Linked DNA regions of Mus musculus: regions 2 and 3 are each linked to region 1. Evidence: chromatin contacts called from public HiChIP or PLAC-seq data. All regions are on one chromosome and are shown on one strand. Each heading gives the region's core, a stretch centred on a gene start, on an enhancer-like site or on the middle of the called end of the contact. The rest is flanking DNA. Distances are from core to core; before and after follow the strand shown. Region 1 has its middle 120 kb from the start of Gm40899. Region 2 has its middle 200 kb from the start of Gm30948. Region 3 has its middle 90 kb from the start of Mir7094-1.

Evidence for each region. HiChIP or PLAC-seq counts read pairs in DNA pulled down with a chosen protein or histone mark.
Region 2: a RAD21 HiChIP or PLAC-seq map of pro-B cells shows a contact between it and region 1, with 4 times the contacts expected there. The contact joins two enhancer-like sites. A contact is called at or near these places in 2 of 15 datasets of contacts at CTCF or cohesin (large pre-B cells and pro-B cells).
Region 3: a contact with region 1 is called in an H3K27ac HiChIP or PLAC-seq map of large pre-B cells, with 3 times the contacts expected there. The contact joins two enhancer-like sites. A contact is called at or near these places in 1 of 15 datasets of contacts at CTCF or cohesin (pro-B cells) and 2 of 115 datasets of contacts at active chromatin or transcription factors (acute myeloid leukemia and large pre-B cells).

What each region holds. Positions count from the first base shown.
Region 1 is chr12:114,639,709-114,642,897 of GRCm38.p6, reverse strand. It overlaps Igh. Among named protein-coding and RNA genes, the nearest start is that of Gm40899, 120 kb to the left of the region's middle. Within about 2 kb of position 1,602, at least 16 of the 459 cell types and tissues checked have an H3K27ac peak or open chromatin away from gene starts, as enhancers often do. A contact at or near this core is called in pro-B cells, where this site is marked.
Region 2 is chr12:115,058,712-115,061,900 of GRCm38.p6, reverse strand. It overlaps Igh. Among named protein-coding and RNA genes, the nearest start is that of Gm30948, 200 kb to the left of the region's middle. Within about 2 kb of position 1,735, at least 1 of the 459 cell types and tissues checked has an H3K27ac peak or open chromatin away from gene starts, as enhancers often do. A contact at or near this core is called in pro-B cells, where this site is marked.
Region 3 is chr12:114,377,789-114,380,977 of GRCm38.p6, reverse strand. It overlaps Igh. Among named protein-coding and RNA genes, the nearest start is that of Mir7094-1, 90 kb to the left of the region's middle. Within about 2 kb of position 1,642, at least 99 of the 459 cell types and tissues checked have an H3K27ac peak or open chromatin away from gene starts, as enhancers often do. A contact at or near this core is called in pro-B cells, where this site is marked.

The DNA.
Region 1 (3,189 bases), core at 353-2,852:
GGGGCACATTTCTTGATGTTCCATTCACAGAGCTGAGACAATGCAGGTCATCAGAGCAAGTGTTGGTTCCATGGTTCCATGGTATCCCCCAGTTCCATGTGAAGCCCTTAGTTCAGGCAATGGAGAGAGGGAGAAACTCAGCATTTTGCATTGTCTGGCCTTCATTACATTTTGGGTTTTATCATCCTTTTTCTGTACATTATAAATTTTTTAAATCGAATTTGAATATCAAGATGCTGGGTGATGTGGAACAACATTGTGAACTAACCAGTACCCCGGAGCTCTTGGTTCTAGCTGCAGATGTATCAAAAGATGGCCTAGTCGGCCATCACTGGAAAGAGAGGCCCATTGGACATGCAAACTTTATATGCCCCAGTACAGCGGAACGACAGGGCCAAAATATGGGAGTGGGTGGGTAGGGGAGTGGGGGGGATGGTATAGGGGACTTTTGGGATAGCATTGGAAATGTAAATGAGGAAAATACCTAATAAAAAATATTAAAAAAAAGAAATACGAAGAAAGTAACTTAATGAATGACCTTGTTAATATACAGAATACTGAAGAAGGTGAATAAATGATGTCCTCATACTAACACCATACCACTGCTCCTTACATATAAATTTAGACAAAGTTTACCACAATGTCCTGGATTTGAATACTGCCATTATCTGTTCACAATTTTATGGACCCCACCTTGGATTAGTTTCATTCTTTTTTACTTACCCTCTCACTTTTTTGCCTTGTAGCATGGTCCTTGAAATCCCATCTTATATATGCCCATGGCATGACCATCACGAAGTCAGTATGTGTTAACTGCCCTCCTCTGATGTAAAGGATCCTGTAGTGCTTTTGAAAGGATACTCAATCTCTGTGATAATTCTTCTTCAAGTATATATTTCTTCTCCAAGTATTTATAGAGATATCTATAAACCTTGAACCAGAAAAATCTTGAACCAGATAGGTGGAAGCCTTAAGAAGATAGAGATCTTCATCCATCTGCTCATTGAACTGGGCCTCATTTCCTTGCTGGGTGTGACAGGAACTGCTAGAGTAGCCCTTGTCCATAAATAACATCTAGCCAGCAACTTCCAGGACAAGCTTGAGCACGCAATGGCCTCCACTGCAGACAGCCTTGAGGCCCTTCAGAATAAGATAACATCCTTTGTTATTCTCCAAAACAGTTGGGACCCGAATTTACTGACTGCTGAACAAGGAGGCAATTGCATTTTGCTGAAAGGATGTTGCTTCTATGTCAGTAAATCTGGGCTGGTAGAACAAGATGTACACATGCTCAAAGAGCTCTGGGAGAACCTCTGGGTAGCCTGTGCTTCCAAGGCTCTTACTTCTTGTTACTATAACCCCTTGGTACCCTTTTTTCTTTCCCTCCTTTGCCCCAAACTAGACATCAGAGCCTTGCTTCTTTTGAAATCCTGCCTCATCCAATTTTCTAAATCAGCAGATGAGTAGCACTGCAAAAATCACTTCTGTCAAGGTCTTGGTTCAATTTGAAACTGCCAATCATAGGAGACAGTTAATCTGATGACAATCCTCCTTTATAAAAAAGAAAGGGGAAGTTGTGGGGTAGTGGACTGTGCCAGGAAACTTGGTAAGGTTGAGTCAGTTGGAAGCCCTGAAATCTCATACATACCAGAGGATAGTAGGAGATTCACATCCTTTTGACCAGGCCCCAGTCCCAGGACCACAGGAGCTAGAGAAAGTACCCAAGGAGCTATTTTTAAGGCCTCGTTGGCATGGTGCTTAACATCAATATTTATACTACAATGTTAGAATAAATTTATGGAATTCATAGAAACCTTTAATTCTTGTAACACACAGTCTACCTTTGTCCTCAGACTTTAAATCTCAGAGCCAGAAATTTTCAGAAAAAAAATATAAATTCATTGCAGCTCAAATCACACTCTTAAATCAACATACCTATATGTAACCCATGGACAACGCATCAGAAATGCAACATCTATGTTGTGGTATTTTAATTGTTATCCTGTATTTAGTGTTGAGAACAGAAGACATATAGACCAAGGTATATGTGTGATCCTTAGAAAACAATTTAAGTTACCCCACTCAAGATGATTATTTCTAGTTCCATCCATTTGCCTAAGTGTTTCATAATGTCATTGTTTTTAAAGTTGAGCAGTGCTTAATTGTATAATTGTATCTCATTTTCTGTATCCATTACTCTGTTGAAGGATATCTGGGTTATCTCCAGCTTCTGGCTTCTTATTCGCGTTCTCACGACCGGCCAGGAAAGAACACAACAAACCAGAATCTTCTGCGGCAAAACTTTATTGCTTACATCTTCAGGAGCAGGAGCGCAAAACCCCAAGCCCCAAAAACGAAAGCCCCCTTCTTACATCTTTAGGAGCCAGAGCTCCGGCGCGCCAAAGCGCAGAGCGCGCTCTATTGTTTACATCTTTAGGCAGCGAGAGAGCGCAGGGCGCGCAGAGCCAGAGAGATGCCAGCGAGAGAGAATGGCGGAAACCCCGTCCCCTTTAAGGAGGAGTTATCCTTCGCCTAGGACGCATCACTCCCTGATTGGCTGCAGCCCATGGCCGAGCTGACGTCACGGGAAAGGCAGAGTACAAGTAGTGGTAAAATACCCTTGGCACATGCGCAGATTATTTGTTTACCACTTAGAACACAGGATGTCAGCGCCATCTTGTGACGGCGAATGTGGGGGCGGCTCCCAACATCTCCCCCTTTCCTTTTAATAAGAGCAATAGGCCACCCATATTAATGAGAGTGGAGATAGAGGTCAAATCCCCAGTGTGTAGGTAAAGGAGCCATGTACAGGATTAGCTCTTAGGCTCACAGGCTTTTACCCAGAGCAACCCTGACCTGCTCCCGTGTCGTTTTGCCTGGAGAGAAGGACACTTGGACACTCAACCTTCTTGAAAGATGACATGTCTCCCTAGAATAGGCTCATATATGCCGCAGAGCCCTTCTACTGCAGTGCTTAGCCGTGCAACTCTCTCGGGCTGCTGAAGCACACTCACTCTATCCCGTGCAATGAGACTAGCCTCATGGGATATAAGAGCTGAGTGGCCAGCGACCTATTGCCTAAGCATAGATATATCAGGGGAAGCTCCATGTTCTAGTCCTGCAAGCGCCTGGGCAATAACCACCTTGTCTCTCCTAGTTTGGGCCTTAAGCTTACAGACCAATCAAAGA
Region 2 (3,189 bases), core at 486-2,985, 420 kb before region 1:
ACTTCCTCATAGATTTTTTGAATTTATCATTTTTGATAAAAATAATGTATCAGCAGATCTATAAATTCTATATTAGCCTGAACATGACAGGGTAAGGTAGAGCCCCTGCTCCAGTTGTAGAGGTACCCAAATGATGACCAAGCTGCATTTCTGCTACATATATGCAGAAGCTGAGATAGAGGCCATGCTTGCTTTTTGGTGGTTCAAACTATGGAAGATGCCAAGGGGTCGAAATTAGTTGAATTGTTTGGTCTTCTTGTGGCTCTCCTCAATATTTACCTCAACTCTTCCACAAAAATACCCAATGTCTATACAATGATTGCCTGTGGGTCTCTGCATCTGTTTCAATTAGCTGGTGGGTGTAGTCTCTCAGAGAAGAGTTTTGATAGGTTCCTGTCTGCAATCATAAAAAGTATCATTAATAGTTTCAGGAATTAGTTCTTGTGCATGTGATGACTCTCAAGTTGTGCCAGTCACTGGTTGGCTATTCCCTCAGTCTCTATTCCAAATTTGTCCCTGCTTTTCTTGTAAGCTGAACAAATTTTGTGTCAAATTTGGCTGGGTTGGTGTCCTTATCCTTTCACTGGCAATCCTCCTGCCTGCCTATAGGATGTGGCCACTTCAGGCCCCATATCCCCCACCTCTAGGAGTTTCAGCTCAAGTCACCCTCATGGACTTCTGGGCACTGATGTTTTTCCTGTATTTTCATTTATCTTAAGTTTTTAAAATTATTCATATTTTTCTATTCTGAGATGCCCATGTTCTTACCATTTGTCTACCAACTAGCTTAATGAGTTGCTTACCCAACATAGCAGAAGTAACATTCTTAGGAATCATCTACAAGGTCATAAGAATTCTGGCTTCTACCTTGTCCTTGTGAATGTGTGGAATGTTTCCTCTAAGAAAACAGACTCAATGCAATAGAAAATGAAATTGAGCTCCTAGGCAACAGCGAGAACCAGTGGAGAGCAATATAAATGGGAAATCTTACATGCACAGCACAGAAAGACTTTATAGAATCCATACCTAAGTTTATAGCATATTGTAACTACATGAGAAATGCAGTGCAACAATTAGTGACTGGAAACCAGTAAACCTAAAAAACCGTGGAGAGTAAAAGGGAACTATGTTAGTTCACTAGAATTGGAAGCTTTTTTTTCTCCACGGCAACAAATATCTGTAATAAAGCAAGTCATAAAAATGGAATTCTAAAATTATTACACTATAAAATATATGGCCATTATTATGGAACTAGAGACAGGCAGAAACTGGATTAAATTTAAAGACATTATGACAAATTTTAAGGGAGCGAGTAGACATGTATTATAGAATGAGACAGTCCATTTTTTATTTTAATTTTTTGGGTATGCAAGTTTTGTATGTATATGTGGTAACAAGTGGTAGATGTGAGATATCACTTTTATTGCTCTCCCCTATATATTTTAAGTAATATTTTCTCACTAAGCTTGTAGCTCATCAATTTGACTAGAGATCAATTTTTGAATTTGATCAGTTTCTCCTGAGGAGAAAGCTTCAGGAACCATAATGCTCCTCTGTTTCTGAGTCTAAGACAGCAGACAGATTCTGGGGCATTTGGCTTTTATGTTATTATTGGGGAACTCAGAAGTTTTTTAAATATGTTTTTGTTTGTTTTACTTTTCATTTTTGTGTATTTGTGTAGTTTTCTGGGTAATTGAATGAAACATTTGTGCAGGTACTCTTGGATACCAGAAGATGGCAGTGTATCCTTCAAATTTGGAGTCACAGGCATTTGGTTGTACACCATCTGATGTGGTTGTTTAGAACTAAATCCAGATCTTCTGGAAGAACAGTGTTTACTCTTAACTACTGTGCCATTTCTCAAACCCAGTACATGACCTGTTGACATGGGTTCCAGGTGCCAGAACTCAGATCCCATTTTTCTGATCAACCTCACAGTGATCATTTTCACAGATCAATATAATGTGTGGCAGCAAGAGCTAACAGGGATGCCAATGTGGCATCTGATATCTAAATGATATCCAAACATTACTTCATAGCTGCACAGGACAATATTTCTGCCTGTAGAAGCTACAGATCATCAAACAAGTGGCCAGATTCAGTTATGTGAAACTTCAATTTGAGTAGTTGTTTTGAAGCAGTCTAAGAGAATCTTCCAAGTGCATAGTTGAAGCAAACTATCATCCACACATCTTCACATATTAGTTATTTGCTCTTGGTTATTATTATAATTGCTATTAAATTTAATACTATCAGTTAATCTTCAAAAATTATTTGGAGAAAATATATTTTACTTATTCACAAATGTGCTTTTCTATTGTGGGCATCAAATGCTTTTCTTGACCTGTAGTAATATTTAAGTTATTAAGCAAGTGTTTACTTATGAAAAATCACACTTAAACAGCCAAATATGGTAATTTTAATTAGTCTACTCCTTCATTTTGCTACATCTTATCAGTTCCTATAATTATGAATTTAATCCAATACATCAAACAGAAATTTTCATGCCTAAAGAAAATGGAAATGCAGGTGAAAGCATAGAGCAGAGCCTGAAGCAAATTCCATCCAGAGACTGCCCAACCCACACCCCCCATTGATCCATCCTATCTGTAGACACCAAACTCAGACTCTATTGCTGATGACAAGATGTGCTTGCTGCCAGAATCCTGGAAGGCTCTGTGAGATGTTGATGCTCACAGCCAACCACTGGACTGAGAATGGGGACCACAATGGTGGAGACAGAGGAAGGACTAATGAAGCAGAAACACTTGCAACTGCATAGGAAGAAGAACATTATCAATCAACCATACTCCCCAGAGCTCCCAGAGACTAAACTACCAACCAAAGATTACACATGGAGGGATTCATGGCTGCAGGTGCATATACAGCAGAAGATTGATTTTTTTGGCATCAATGGGAGGAGAGGCCCTTGGTTCTGTGGAGACTCAATGCTCCAAAGTAGGGGAAGACTAGGACAGTGAGGTAGGAGTGGGTGTGTTGCTGGATGGGTGAAGGAGTTCCCTTATAGAAGCAGGGGAAAGGGGGGATGGAATAGAGATGGTTTACAGAGGGGAAATTTCAAAGGGGAATAGCATTTGAAATGTAAATAAATAAAATAACCAATAAAGAAGAAAAATGTAAGCCTATATTGCAGGCCTAAAATAATTGATATCAAAGAAATAGAACTCT
Region 3 (3,189 bases), core at 393-2,892, 260 kb after region 1:
TTAATCCCAGCACTTGGGAGGTAGAGGCAAGCAGATTTCTGAGTTCAAGGCCAGCCTGGTCTACAAAGTGAGTTCCAGGACAGCCAAGGCTACACAGAGAAACCCTGTCTCAGAAAAGAAAGAAAGAAAGAAAGAAAGAAAGAAAGAAAGAAAGAAAGAAAGAAAGAAAGAAAGAAAGAAAGAAAGAAAGAAAGAAAGAGAAAGGAAGGAAGGAAGGAAGGAAGGAAGGAAGGAAGGAAGGAAGGAAGGAAGGAAGGAAGAAAGAAAGGAAGAAAGAAAGAAAGAAAGAAAGAAAGAAAGAAAGAAAGAAAGAAAGAAAGAAAGAAAGAAAGAGAAAGAAAGAAAGAAAGGGAGAAAAGAAACTACTTCTATCCTTTGAATGATATCAAAATACAGATCCCATATGAATGGAAATGAATGTAAAAATATTTCTTCTAAAATTATGGGCTGTTTTATGAACTTAAGAGTTCAGAAACATATGCTAGTGTAGAGACACAGGTGGTTCATTATTTAAAAACATGGCTATGGTGCTGCCTAAATGACAGTAACTTAGCTGTACCAAAGCTTGTGACAGATTGCCTATGCTCTGAACCAGAATGCTACACATAATAATCATATTATCCAAAATTAATATGATAGGAATAAAGGAGTGGTAACTATAGTAGTAACTCTCTACACCACCCTGAGAATCCAATCAGTCAAAGATTTGCTTCCCCATTCTGTGACCCTATGCTCAATGGATCTACAAGACTTGTTTAGGATATGTAAATATGTCTACCAGAATACATAAAAAAAAAAGTTGAACTGGAGCTAGTTAAGACGTTTTCTTGGCCAGTATGGAATCCTTATAGCATGGAATGAACAGATTAAGAAAGGGTGACATCTCTGACTACTCTCATGCTCTACACTGTGCTCCTTGTTTACATTATCCTAATACTGTTGATATGATTAAATCTCTACTCACAGATAATGTGTGATTATCGTGTACTCAGTGGATATTATTGACACTCTGGCTAAAATGGTGCACTGTAAAGTGTATTACTATGTCATAGCTCAAAAACATGAAAAGTTCAGAGTACTGTACTGTGTAAAGATCAGCCAGTATTGTAGGGAGAGTTAGGGGTTGATGGTGGGTGATGTCTTCAAGTGGAACAGGTATCTCTGTACTTTACACTACTAGACAAATACTTGATTCACTGCTATTTTCCAGCAGGAATATTAGCATTAACAGCCAACTGGTGCCTCTTATAAGGTCAATAAAAACTGAAACAACTTGTATGAAGAGTAAAATTTGATACACTTATTTACTGTGAATACAGATAACCACTCTGGCCTCAGACCAACCCAGTATGCACATTTCACCCTTGAATGTCAAGGCCCTATGAGTCTAACTGAACAAGAGAGAGCTGAGATCTCAGAGAGATTAGATGCATACTCCCATGAAAGAGTGCATATGGAGGGGGGCTGCAAAAGGCAACATGGGATCAGAAGGATTTTTACAGAAATGGGGAGAGAAGAGGAAATGGGGGATGAGAGTGTGGGAGAGGGACAGACAGAAGAAAGGAGAGGAGGAGAGGGACAGAGGAAGATGTGTGCACACGCTAAAAAAGAAGCTCACTCAGGTGGCCAACCCATCACTGGACCCAGGACTGCAATATCCTCAGCGCGCTAGTTCCAGGCTTCCCAGATCCTCCTGCCTGGTCTTGTGGTTCTGAGCCACTCGGACCCCAGCCCTGCCACGCTTAAGGCTCTCCTGGCCCCACGCCAGGCGTCCCTGTAACCCGCGTGGATCCAGAGCTTGGCACCAGCACCGCAAGGAGGAGCCCGCGAGCGGCCGGGGCTGCGCTTACCTCTCTTGTGGGCCCGGGGTCCAGGCGGCCGTTCTCCTCTCCCCTCACCTCCGACACCATCACCCGTTGTGGCAGTCGACCATCGTGGCCGCCGCTTTGTTTCTCTTCGGAGAAACTATTAAAAGCAAAAGCGAAAGCGAAAACTAGGGGAGGCAGGACTGGCCCGAGCGCACCCTAAGAGAACACAGCCCACGGACCGGCACTGTGGGCTGGCGGGGCAGTGAGCGCGCACGAGCCCGCGTTCACAGAGCAGGGCTGGCGGTGCTGCTGCAAAGCCCCGGGAACACTGGCCCACGCAGGAGCCAAGGTCACCCGGCTGACCACCAGTGACTCAAGTGTCCGTGCTCTGGGCTGGACTTGACCAGTGGCAACGGTTTGGGCTGGGCTGGTGCGGCTGGGTGTTGGCCTGGGTGACTGGCACTGGTTCATGTTGTGATGACCTCCAACCATAAGATTGTGTTGCTACTTCATAACTAATTTTGCTTCTGTTATAAACCATAATGTAAATATTTGAGGAAACAGAGGGCTGCCAAGGGGGTGGCCCTAGGTTGAGAACCACTGTGAAGACTTACTGTGTAACAATTGTTAAGTGTTTTAAGGTTTCTTGTTGCTATAAATAATGGCTAGTAAGTAGACTCTCTATGTAAGACTAGGTATGAAGTAACTAAACAGGCTGTAAGACATGTAACAAATCAGCGAGGGGATGGGAAGATAATTTAGTCAGAAAGTGCTTGCTTTGAGCCGGGCGTGGTGGCACACGCCTTTAATCCCAGCACTCGGGAGGCAGAGGCAGCCGGATTTCTGAGTTCCAGGCCAGCCTGGTCTACAGAGTGAGTTCCAGGACAGCCAGGGCTGCACAGAGAAACCCTGTCTCAAAAAACAAACAAACAAACAAACAAACAAACAAAAAACCCAAAGTGCTTGCTTTGCAAGCATGAGAACCAGAGCTGAGTCTCCAAAGCCTCACAAAAAGCTGGACACGCACAGTACCTGTATTCTCAGCATCAGGGAGGCAGAGACGAGAGTCTCTGGGGTGTACTGGCCAGCCAAACTACCTGAGAAGGCACCTGTCACCAGGCCTTAGGCCTCTGAGTTTAATCTCTAGGTTCCATGTAATGGAAGAAGAGAATCAGCTGCCACGAGTTGACATCTAATCGTATGTGCATGTGGCAGAAGCTTGCTTGTTCCAACACACTAAATAAAAATGTTGAAAAATTAAAAATAAAAAGGAAAATGACCCTCAACTTAAACCTCTGGCCTACAACCATGTTGTGTGTGCATGTTGTGTGTGCATACAAACACACACATATGCGCAGCCACACATGTATATACCATACAT